2 separate regions of the Rattus norvegicus genome follow, and region 1 is linked to region 2. A link is a contact called in public Hi-C data. All regions are on one chromosome and are shown on one strand. Each heading gives the region's core, a stretch centred on a gene start, on an enhancer-like site or on the middle of the called end of the contact. The rest is flanking DNA. Distances are from core to core; before and after follow the strand shown. Region 1 holds the start of Dnttip2 (deoxynucleotidyltransferase, terminal, interacting protein 2). Region 2 holds the start of Arhgap29 (Rho GTPase activating protein 29).

What was found. Hi-C and Micro-C count contacts between places; a contact is called where the count stands out from the background.
Region 1: a Hi-C map of hepatocytes shows a contact between it and region 2, with 2.9 times the contacts expected there. The contact joins the promoter of Dnttip2 here to the promoter of Arhgap29 in region 2. A contact is called at or near these places in 2 of 12 Hi-C or Micro-C datasets (the A7r5 cell line and hepatocytes).

What each region holds. Positions count from the first base shown.
Region 1 is chr2:213,057,505-213,062,217 of GRCr8, forward strand. It overlaps Dnttip2 (deoxynucleotidyltransferase, terminal, interacting protein 2), which reads left to right and starts at 1,471. Exons shown (of 7, transcript NM_001399742.1): 1 at 1,471-1,544; 2 at 2,399-4,029. The coding sequence starts at 1,494.
Region 2 is chr2:212,752,744-212,757,454 of GRCr8, forward strand. Arhgap29 (Rho GTPase activating protein 29) reads left to right here and starts at 3,142. Exons shown (of 24, transcript NM_001009405.1): 1 at 3,142-3,231.

The DNA.
Region 1 (4,713 bases), core at 221-2,720, 300 kb after region 2:
CGTACTACCATGCCTGGCTTTGGCATGTCTAGTAAAGTCAAGTGTACATTTAGTGTATATTATTCCACCCCTAGACATTATCCTCTCCTAGACAGTTCTTCAGACTAAAGACCTCAGTCTCTCACTGGCTATTTTGGCCAGAAATAGTCCTCACCGTACTCCCGTCGTGCAGTGACCCTCCTCCAGATAGCAGAGAGAACAAGATAGAACTCTGTAAAACTTAAACTGAAAAGTAACAGCCCTCAATTGTCATAGGGTTTTTCGCTAAGCCTAGCCTGTGTCAAGAGCTTGAAGACTTTTGTCTTCAAGTTCCACAAATGAGTAGGAACTCGTATTCTTGTTTTTCACTTTTATGTCACTCCTAAAGATAGGCTGTTTTCTCATGGCATATGTGTGAAAACCAGAGACTACAATTCTCCAGGTAAAAAACAAAAACCAAAAAACCCACCTTACTTAGTAAGCATGACTAGTGTTTCGTATACCTGGCTCCAAGGGGAACGAAGAGGAGCTACTTAATGTAGAAGTAATGCATCCATATGATTTTTAGGAAAATAAATTTTATTTAAAAGTGAAGAAAAATAGGTTTGATGAACCATTTTCTTCTTGCATCCAACACTAATTCTTTTACCCCCTCCTCTATCCCTTTTGTAACCGCTCAACATATTCTAGTTCTCTATCTTTCATCAGCAAAACTAAAACTAAAACACCTCAGCCGGGTGCGGTGGCCCATGCATCCAAATACTTGTGAGGCAGAGGTAGATCTATTTCTGTGAGTTCTGGACCTACATAGTGAGTTCTAGGACAGCCAGGGCTATGTAGAGAGAGATCTTGGCCCAACGAAACAAAAGAAAAAGGGGAAAAAAAAACTTTGATTCTGGCCAGTCTCTACATAGTTAAAAAACAAAACTTTTCTCCCTCTCCACAATTTATTTCACTTTTTTTTAAAAAAGCATACTTATCTCGAGATATTTTAGTTAAATCAGTTTTCTAATGATTCTCTGAGAACCTCGGTGCATTTAACATACACCCTTGTATCCCAATCAAATATCGAAATCTCATTTATTAAATTATTAAAATACTCATTATTAAAATACTGTTTTCTCAAAGGACTAAATAAAATCTCCCTTTGGCTTCCTTTAGTAAAGACTCACGTCAAAGATCTCACAACTACTGCACAGGTTGAGACGGATGGAAAGGAGAATAAATGAGACTTCCCATTTTGTGTTAAACGGCGAGGAAGACCTCTACCGCTGCGGTGCGCACAGCGGAGACGCTCAAAACTAGAAGCGGATCGGGTCTAGTGCACCCGGCTGACCCGCTCTAGCCCTACGGTGGAGATGTCTGTGTAGAACTGCAGCAGAGCCGGAAAAGGAACGATTCTTCTGAGCCGCGGTTTCCGCGGGGAAACCTAATCCAGGCCCTGGTCTGACGTACTTCCGAAGCGTCGGAACAGAGGAAGCTACGCTGACTGCGGGGAATACGGAGTCGCAAACATGGTGGTCACTAGGTCTGGGTCCAGGATCCAAGAAAGTTCCCAACGGAAGGTGAGATGGGTCCCGGGTTCTCCCGGTCTCCTCGCCAGTAGGCAGAGCAGCTCGGGGGTGCGGAGGAGAGGGAGGAGGAACCCAGCCGTGAGCGCGTGGTACTGCATCCGGCCGGTTCAGAACTTGTTTGGGCCCGGGGGTTCTTTTAGGGCCCTTGTGAGTCCGTAGCTCGCCTTGGGCAAATGAGGCCTTTTAAGTTTACTGTTTGAGACAATACCAAGGAAGGGTAATTCCAGTCACCTCGACCGAGCCTAGTTTTGGGGATGGGAAGGAGCATCGTTTTCACGTGGAGAGACTGGCAATGGCCCAGCACTAACTCCTCCGGCATATGAAGGCGTGGTCTCTCTCAGAGCCTCTGATTGTCTTCGGGTGCTATGCTCTTTAGATTGTGTGGTAAGGGATCTAGAGCAGCCCTTTCCTGTATGTAAAAATCCAGACAAACAGGATTACTTTGCACACTCCTAAACACGTGTTCAATTAGTACTTAACTCCCTCGCTCCCTGAGCCTCTGTAAATGATTTAAAAATTTCCCCCTCGTTCTTTTTTTTTTTTTTTTTTGGTTCTTTTTTTTTTTTTTTGGAGCTGGGGACCGAACCCAGGACCTTGCGCTTCCTAGGCAAGCGCTCTACCACTGAGCTAAATCCCCAACCCCTCCCCCTCGTTCTTTAAGTGGAGAAAGTTCTCTTTTTAGTTCTGCTTTCTGAAGCCTAGGATGAGGCAAGTAAAAAAATAGGTATTTTATCGTGAGTTTGGCTTTGATTAGTACCTTCTAAAGTGTTGCTCCCTAGGCCATGCCACCTCTGCTCTTGTCCCTGCCCTATCTAAACTATATCGTATTTGTTATTGGTTTTCAGAGGTCTGTTCCTCGGAGAATTGGAACACATCCAGAAAGCAAAAAAGAATCGGGATCGAAAGGCAGCACTGCTGGATCGCAGTCTGCTGAGGAGCAGAACTCAGCCCTCTCTGGCAGCAGGAACAGCAGAACCGCAGGCCCAGCGGAGATCACTGTACTGATTTCTGATGGAGAGGCCTCTGAAACGGAGTCTCATGCTTCTGGGGTTTCTTCTGTGTTAGAGGTCCAAGAGCCCATTATAAGAGTAACTAGGAAACGTCAGGTTGTAATTGTGCCCACCCCGAAGTCCAGTGTTAGGAAAAGGCAGAAAGTAATCCCTCAACTCCCTCAACATGAATCTGGGGATGAAGGAGCTGTTTCTGAAGCAGAGTCTCATGTTTCAGGGGTTTCTATGGTTGTACCTTCCACAGAAAGAAGAACCAGAAATAAGGCTAAATCTCAAAGAGATTCAAGCCAAGAATCATATTCGGAAACTATATCTGATGCTGAGTGGTCCTGCTCAGGCATTTCATCATTGGAGAGTGCACCGAGGAGAACAGGCAGGAATGTGCAGAAGAAATTAGAGTTCCAAGCTGAGAAAAAAGATACTGAGATTACACCAGGAAATAAAAAGCCAATCGTGGGTCCGTCTGTGGATTCAGAGGACTCAGAAGCTAAACAGCCCTCTCAGTTGTCATCGGCAAGACTGCAGTCTCAGATAAATATGCCGACTATTTCTGATAGTGAAACGTATAATAATGACTTTGACGATTCCATTCACAGAAATTCAGGGGAAAAACTGACAACCCAAAACCAAAATTTGCATATCCAAGAGGAAAAACAAGCCGATGTTGTATCTCTTACAGAAGTCATAAAGAATTGTAAGAATCTGGATGAGGAGGACCCCAAAGTAATAGAGGAAAAAGTAGTTAATGAGGAAGATTCCCAGCTGAGTCTTTCCAAAGCTCAAGACTCCAGCCCTCAGCAGTCAGTGTCTCTGAAGCATTCAAGCATCCCACGTAAAGCCACATCCCAGGCTTCAAGTCCAGAGCAGGAGGCTGTAATGAAATCACTAGAGCACAAGTTTGCAGTTGTGAAAATAGAAAGATGTAATAAAGAGAGAGGGGGCAACGTAGAAAAGAGTGACTTGGCACAGTTCAGTGATTGTGGTAATAGCAATGATGAGCCTGCAAGTGTAGGTGTCAGTGAGGACAAGAGCAGCCAAAGGGATGTCGCTCTTGAATGTGATGCCATGCCATGCAAGTCTGAACTCAGCATGTCTCGGCATACAGATAGTCCTATTCTATTATTTCTTAGCAGTGATGAAAGCCAACAGTCTGACAGCAGTGAGAATGAAAGGGACACTTTGTGTCCTGTTGAAAACAGTGGCCAAAAGGAGGCATCAGCTGAGGACTTGGAAGATCCTGCCTGTGGTAGTGCACTGTTTGTAATCGACAGAACTCCTGGATTGAGTGCTGATAAAAACTTTTACCTGGAAGATAAGACTCCAAGTGAGGCTGCTATTGAGGAAGAAAAGGAAGAAGAAGATGAGGAGGGAGAGGAGGAAAATAGTGAAGACTCATCAGACGGTGATGAGAAGAAGGATGAATCTAGTGATGAGGAAGACTTCCTCAGTAGCACCAAGTCTAAGCTGTAAGTACTACCTTTGAAAGGAAATTGGGAGAGGTTGTGCTGAGGAGCCCGCCTACGGCTGCAGCATAACAAGCGTGCCCTTTACCACAGAGCTAGACCTCAACCCCCAAAGTAATTTTTATTAACATACACTATAATAATGTCTCATGTTTTTATATGTGTACGTACTGTATTGAGGTTTTAGTGTCCCTCAGACTCATTCATTGATGTCCCTTTCCCCAGCTCTTTCTACTTTCATGGCTTCTGGGGACACAGGCGGCCCAGTGAGTTTAATGTTTATGGGACTATGGAATAGGGGTTATTTACAAGCTCATGAAGCTTACTAGTGCTATACTATTGAAGAAAATGTCTCTCCCTCCCCCAGTCATCACTAACTGCCTATAGGTCCTCAGGGAGAGGTGGGGCATCATGAGCTCTTGGACATTCCATTACAAAATTCAGACTGTTGAGTTTCATATCATGCACCTCAGTCTCATTCATCTCCCTGTACCCAATATGAAACTCACCAAGATCACTAAAAAGTTAAAGAACAAAAATCCAAAATACTGACTGCTGCAGTCTTGTGCAGGTAATGAATAGCTGCTGTGAGTTCTGGGTGCAGCTACCATGCATACCTGGAAGGCAGTATTCCATGTCACTGCTCCCTGTCTTTCTTCCTCCCTCTTTTACATTCTCTCTGGAAGG
Region 2 (4,711 bases), core at 1,892-4,391:
GTCTCCCCATGATGGCGCAGCATCTGTGAACATTCGCAATGTCTTTCACATTCATTTCCAGCACGTGAGCTGATTGATTCCTTGCTTCTCAGTTACAACCATCATCGAATCAAGATTAATAACCTGTTTGGTGAGTTTTGTCCACTTTGGAATCTGAAGCCTTTGTGTGCCCTGTGGCCTGTCAGGTTTTCTTCGTTCTTTCTAAATTCTCAAGTAGCAAGGCAGCAGCAGAATAGGGGACCTGCTGGTGAGATCACCCCTTCCTGCTTCTTCCTCTTTTCCAAGTGTTTAATCATGGTTGAGGGGAAACTGAAAGTGGAGTTAAAGTCCCCTAATATACCTGTCATACTTAGAACAATGCCTGACATATTAGAAGTATTCAATAAATATTTGAGGAAATGATAGAATCTAGATAGTCCTAGAAGAATTTTTATTTCTGGATCCTCTGATCATTCTTTCAACACTTCTCCGGAGGCTACTTAGTGGGGACCCAAACTGCATCTACTCAATACAAGCGCTTCTAAAAATATGTGACCAAAACCCCAAATGAACAGTCCAACGTTCCTTATCTCTTTCTTCCTCAGTGCCAGGCTGACCTGAATTTCCAATCCTACTGCCTCCACACCTCCAACCTCTCTACTGCTGGGACTACAGGAAAAAGACATCATAGCAGTAAGTAACTTGATTTTAAGGTGGAGAAAAGGATGATTTCCGAGTGGAGTAGCTATCCTTTATCATAAAAGAAACAAAGAACAAATCAATGAGCAGAGTTATCCATATATACTGAAATTGTAAATAGTAATATGGTGGTTAACTGTCTTTTTAAAAACATGATACCCAGTTATTCCTCTAATTTTGTTTGTTTATTCCTGGCCTTCAAAGCATGATCATGAGTCACTTTAACCAGCAAATATTTATAATATTTTACAGTATGATTCAGGGCATATTCTGGGACATTTTTGAGAATCTAATGGAGGTATGATATTGACCTTTAATGTTTAAGATGCTTTTGAAAACACAGTCATCCCTATAAGACATCAGATTTCTTATCTTCATTTTTGTCAGTTACTTATTAGACTTTATGGACAGATGGTGGTGGCACGTGCCTTTAATCCCAGTACTCCGGAGGCATAGGCAGGTGGAGCTCTGTGAGTTCAAGGCCAGCCTGTTTTACAGAGTTGCAGGACAGCTAGGACTACACAGAGAAACTCTGTCTCAAAAAAACCAAGAAAGAGAAAGAGACAGGCAAATGTATCTACTATGTGTTTAGAAAGAAGATTAAAGAGAAACATGAAGTTGAGGAGTTTTTCTAAATACCTTTTGTGCTAGTTAATTATCGACAGGTCAGGGTCACTACTCTGGAGGCAGTGGGACTTGGGAGAATTGAGTGGATAAATGAGCTAAAGTTTCGGGCAATAGCCTACTTTATGCGGCACATCAGTTTATGCTCTGAGGGCTAAGAGGAAACACAGAGCAAATCATACACGGGCAAGCGGCATGTGGCAGACATGACACATGTGGCAAACATGTTTTTTTTTTCCACAGAGGCATACAAACAAACAACGAGTCAGTTATAGTGAATAAACTGAAGTGAGCTTACTCCTATTCGGTCCATTTAGAAGTATGAAAGTAGAATCCAAGAACAGTTCTGTGGTATATTTTGTTTGTTTGGTTTTGGTTTTTGAAGATGGTGTTTCTCTATGTATCCCTGGTTGTTCTAGAATTCTCTGTGCAGACCAGACTGGCCTTGAACTCACAGAGATCCGCCCTCTTCTGCCTCCTGAGTGCTAGGATTAAAGAAGGCTGCCACCACCACTGGCTTCAATTCTGTGTTTTTATAGAAACTGAGGTCACAAGATTCTTGGTTTCTTGGGAATTTTCTCAAGAGCATTCAATTTGCCTCACATGACTCCATTCTTGGAGACTGTGATCCCACAGATGGGAATTAGAATCACCTGAATGATGAACCTCTGAGTGTACCTGTGGGATGTTATCTTAATTATGCTGACCAAAGTGGGGTAGCCTGCCCACTGTGGGTGGTACTATTCCCTGGGCAAGGGATCATGAACTGTAGAAGAGTGGAGAAAGTGAGTTGAGGATTCATATCCATTCTTTGTTCTCTTCTTTTGGCTGTGAATGTAAATGACAAACTGCTTCAAGCACCTGTTGCTTTGATTTTTCTGAAGTGTGAGCTAAAGAAAACCTTTCCTTACATTGCTTTGATCAGGGTATTTTATCACAGCAACAGGAAAAGTAGGTAAGATGCATTTTGTAAGTTTACCTATTTGTCGATTAATATCCAGGGAGAATTATGTCTCTGCATCAACAAGAGGGAAAACATTTCTTGATATTTAAGTGTAAGTTAGACGCGCAACACTCTATACATTTCCCTCCCCATATTTGATATATAACACAACATCTAGCAACATTCTTTTTTTGTTGCGTATCCCCATCAACCACGTTAATAGTCCTATTTTCTAGAGCATTTGATGATAAGAAATGTGTTGTATGATTAGAGGGATGTGTAGTTAACATTTATCTAACACATCTATGTAGCCAGATACTGTGCATAATAGCTGATGTAATTAAGTAATTTAGTTTTCAGAAAATGACAGCTGAAGAAAGAAGGGTAGGGAAGTTTCAAAATGAGTCATAAATTTGGTTTTGAAACGAGAAAGGATGGAGGAGCAAGAAAGTCAACTAAACTGAGTTCAAGACTAAAATTCTGACAGGAAAGTATTCATAGTGCACTCCTGAAAAAATTGGCCAAGTTAAACCAGGACAGAGGAGTGGTTCTCATTTGGAGTTAAGAAAGAGTGACTTTTCCCTTGGTGGGTCCGATTGCCAACCAGTACACTGGGACTTTGGGACCTCGGTCAGGTCAAGGCCCCTCTCCGAGGAATTGAGCACGTCTTGCCCCACCCGCACCTGTTATGGCCCCGCCCCCTCAGCGGTGACCCCCGCCCCCTAGGGCGCGGACCAATGGGAGGGCTTCAGGGGCGGGCCGAGGAGGGCGTGAGGCGTGAGGCGTGGGGTGCGAGGCGGGGGCGGGGCGTCGCGTCCGCGGCTGGCGCGGTCGTGGCGGTAGCTGCAGGGGTGGCGACGGCGGCGGCGGCTCCTCGACCCAAGTCCTCAGGCCAGCCGTGGGGGATGGGGACAGCGAGCTCCAGCCCGCTGAGGGGGCGGTGGCCGTGAGTGATAGGCGTCCGGGTCGCGGGATGGAGCCCCACGGTGAGAGAGGGGAGGCGGCGCGGTCTCCCGCCGTGCCTCGGGGCTGGCAGGAGCTTTGGGGTCGGGGGGTCCGGGAGTCGCAGGGCGGAGGCGGCTGCGGGCAGGGCCGGGTGCTCTGGGCTTGAAATTCCCTCCACCAGTGAGAGTCAGGAGGGGACGAAGGGCTCTGAAGAGCGGGAAGGGACGTTGCGGACCCCGGTGCTCGTGCGCGGATCGGTGTGCCCGTGCGGGGATCGGCGTGCCCGTGCGGGGATCGGCGTCGGCGGTCGGGCAGCGGCTCGCCGAACTGACCGTCCTTATCCAAGGTCTCGTCAGCGGGCGTTCAGCAGCCCCGGGCCCTTTCCCAGCCACCTCTGGTGCCTGCCTGAGGCACTAGGACTGCGAGAGCTTCCCCATTGCTTTTCTTCACGTCTGTGTTTCCTGCGGGGACTGGGTTAGGAAGTTTGGTGGCGTTCTCACAAACTCCACTGTGACAGATGCAGGAGGCTGAGGGACCGTGAGGAACTCTTCCGGCCCTGTCCTCACTTTTCCTTCTGGCATTTCTGTCCTGGAGCCCGCTGTTTGTCAGACAACCCCCTACCCCGCTTCCCTCTGATGCCCTGCCCCCTTCCCAGGCGTTTCTGTCACTTTCCTCCTTGCATTCCTTGGGCTCTGGTCACCCTTATTCCAGCTGTGGCCCTAGGGTAAACCGTGCGCCTTGCAGACTAGGAATTGATAAACTGAGAGATTACAGTTACCACCAGGGGAGCCTGCCCCTGAAAGTTTTATTGCTGAGAATGTCCCAGGACTTAGTCTTTGATGGAAACCCGGTGCCCTGGAGGAACTTGTTTCCACAAAACCGAGTCGTGCAAGGCTCCTGGTCTTGGAGCCTTTTTGACAAGAGTTTATCTCTCTTTAAAAACAAAAACAAAACCCACTATCCGTCTGTGGGGATCAAGGATTGGGTTTCACACAGTGTTCTTTTGGGTCTTTAACATGTTCTGACAGTGTGTCTTAAGGGGAAGGGAAATGTTAAGTATTTTTCAAAAGTTCAAAGACCACAGTGGAGCAGGATTTGTTTACCTGCTTCTTTTTTTCATTTGGGAATTCATGTTACCATCTTACTGAATTTGGGCAAAGGGTTACCTCTCTATGAAAAAGATTTCAGATTTAGATATGAAGGAATAGTTAAAAGGAATAAATAAGGCCCAACACGAGATTTAGGTCATTTTCTTTCGTGATTTCTTGAGGCAGTTTGCCAGAAATGCCTACTTAGAAATACTTCAAGTACTGTACAAGTTAAGTGTCCTGACACTTAAGCCTTAATACCCTACAGAGCTTGTAGCTCTGCTCTCACGATTGGAGAAGCTTAAGAGTGAACTCAAGTAAGCAGGCCCAGATAGAAAATGTTTCAATCCCTAAAATAGTAGAAAGTGGAAATTTGGCTGAGAAGAAAACACTGTGTGTGTTTGTGTGTGTGTTTGTGTGTGTGTGTGTGTGT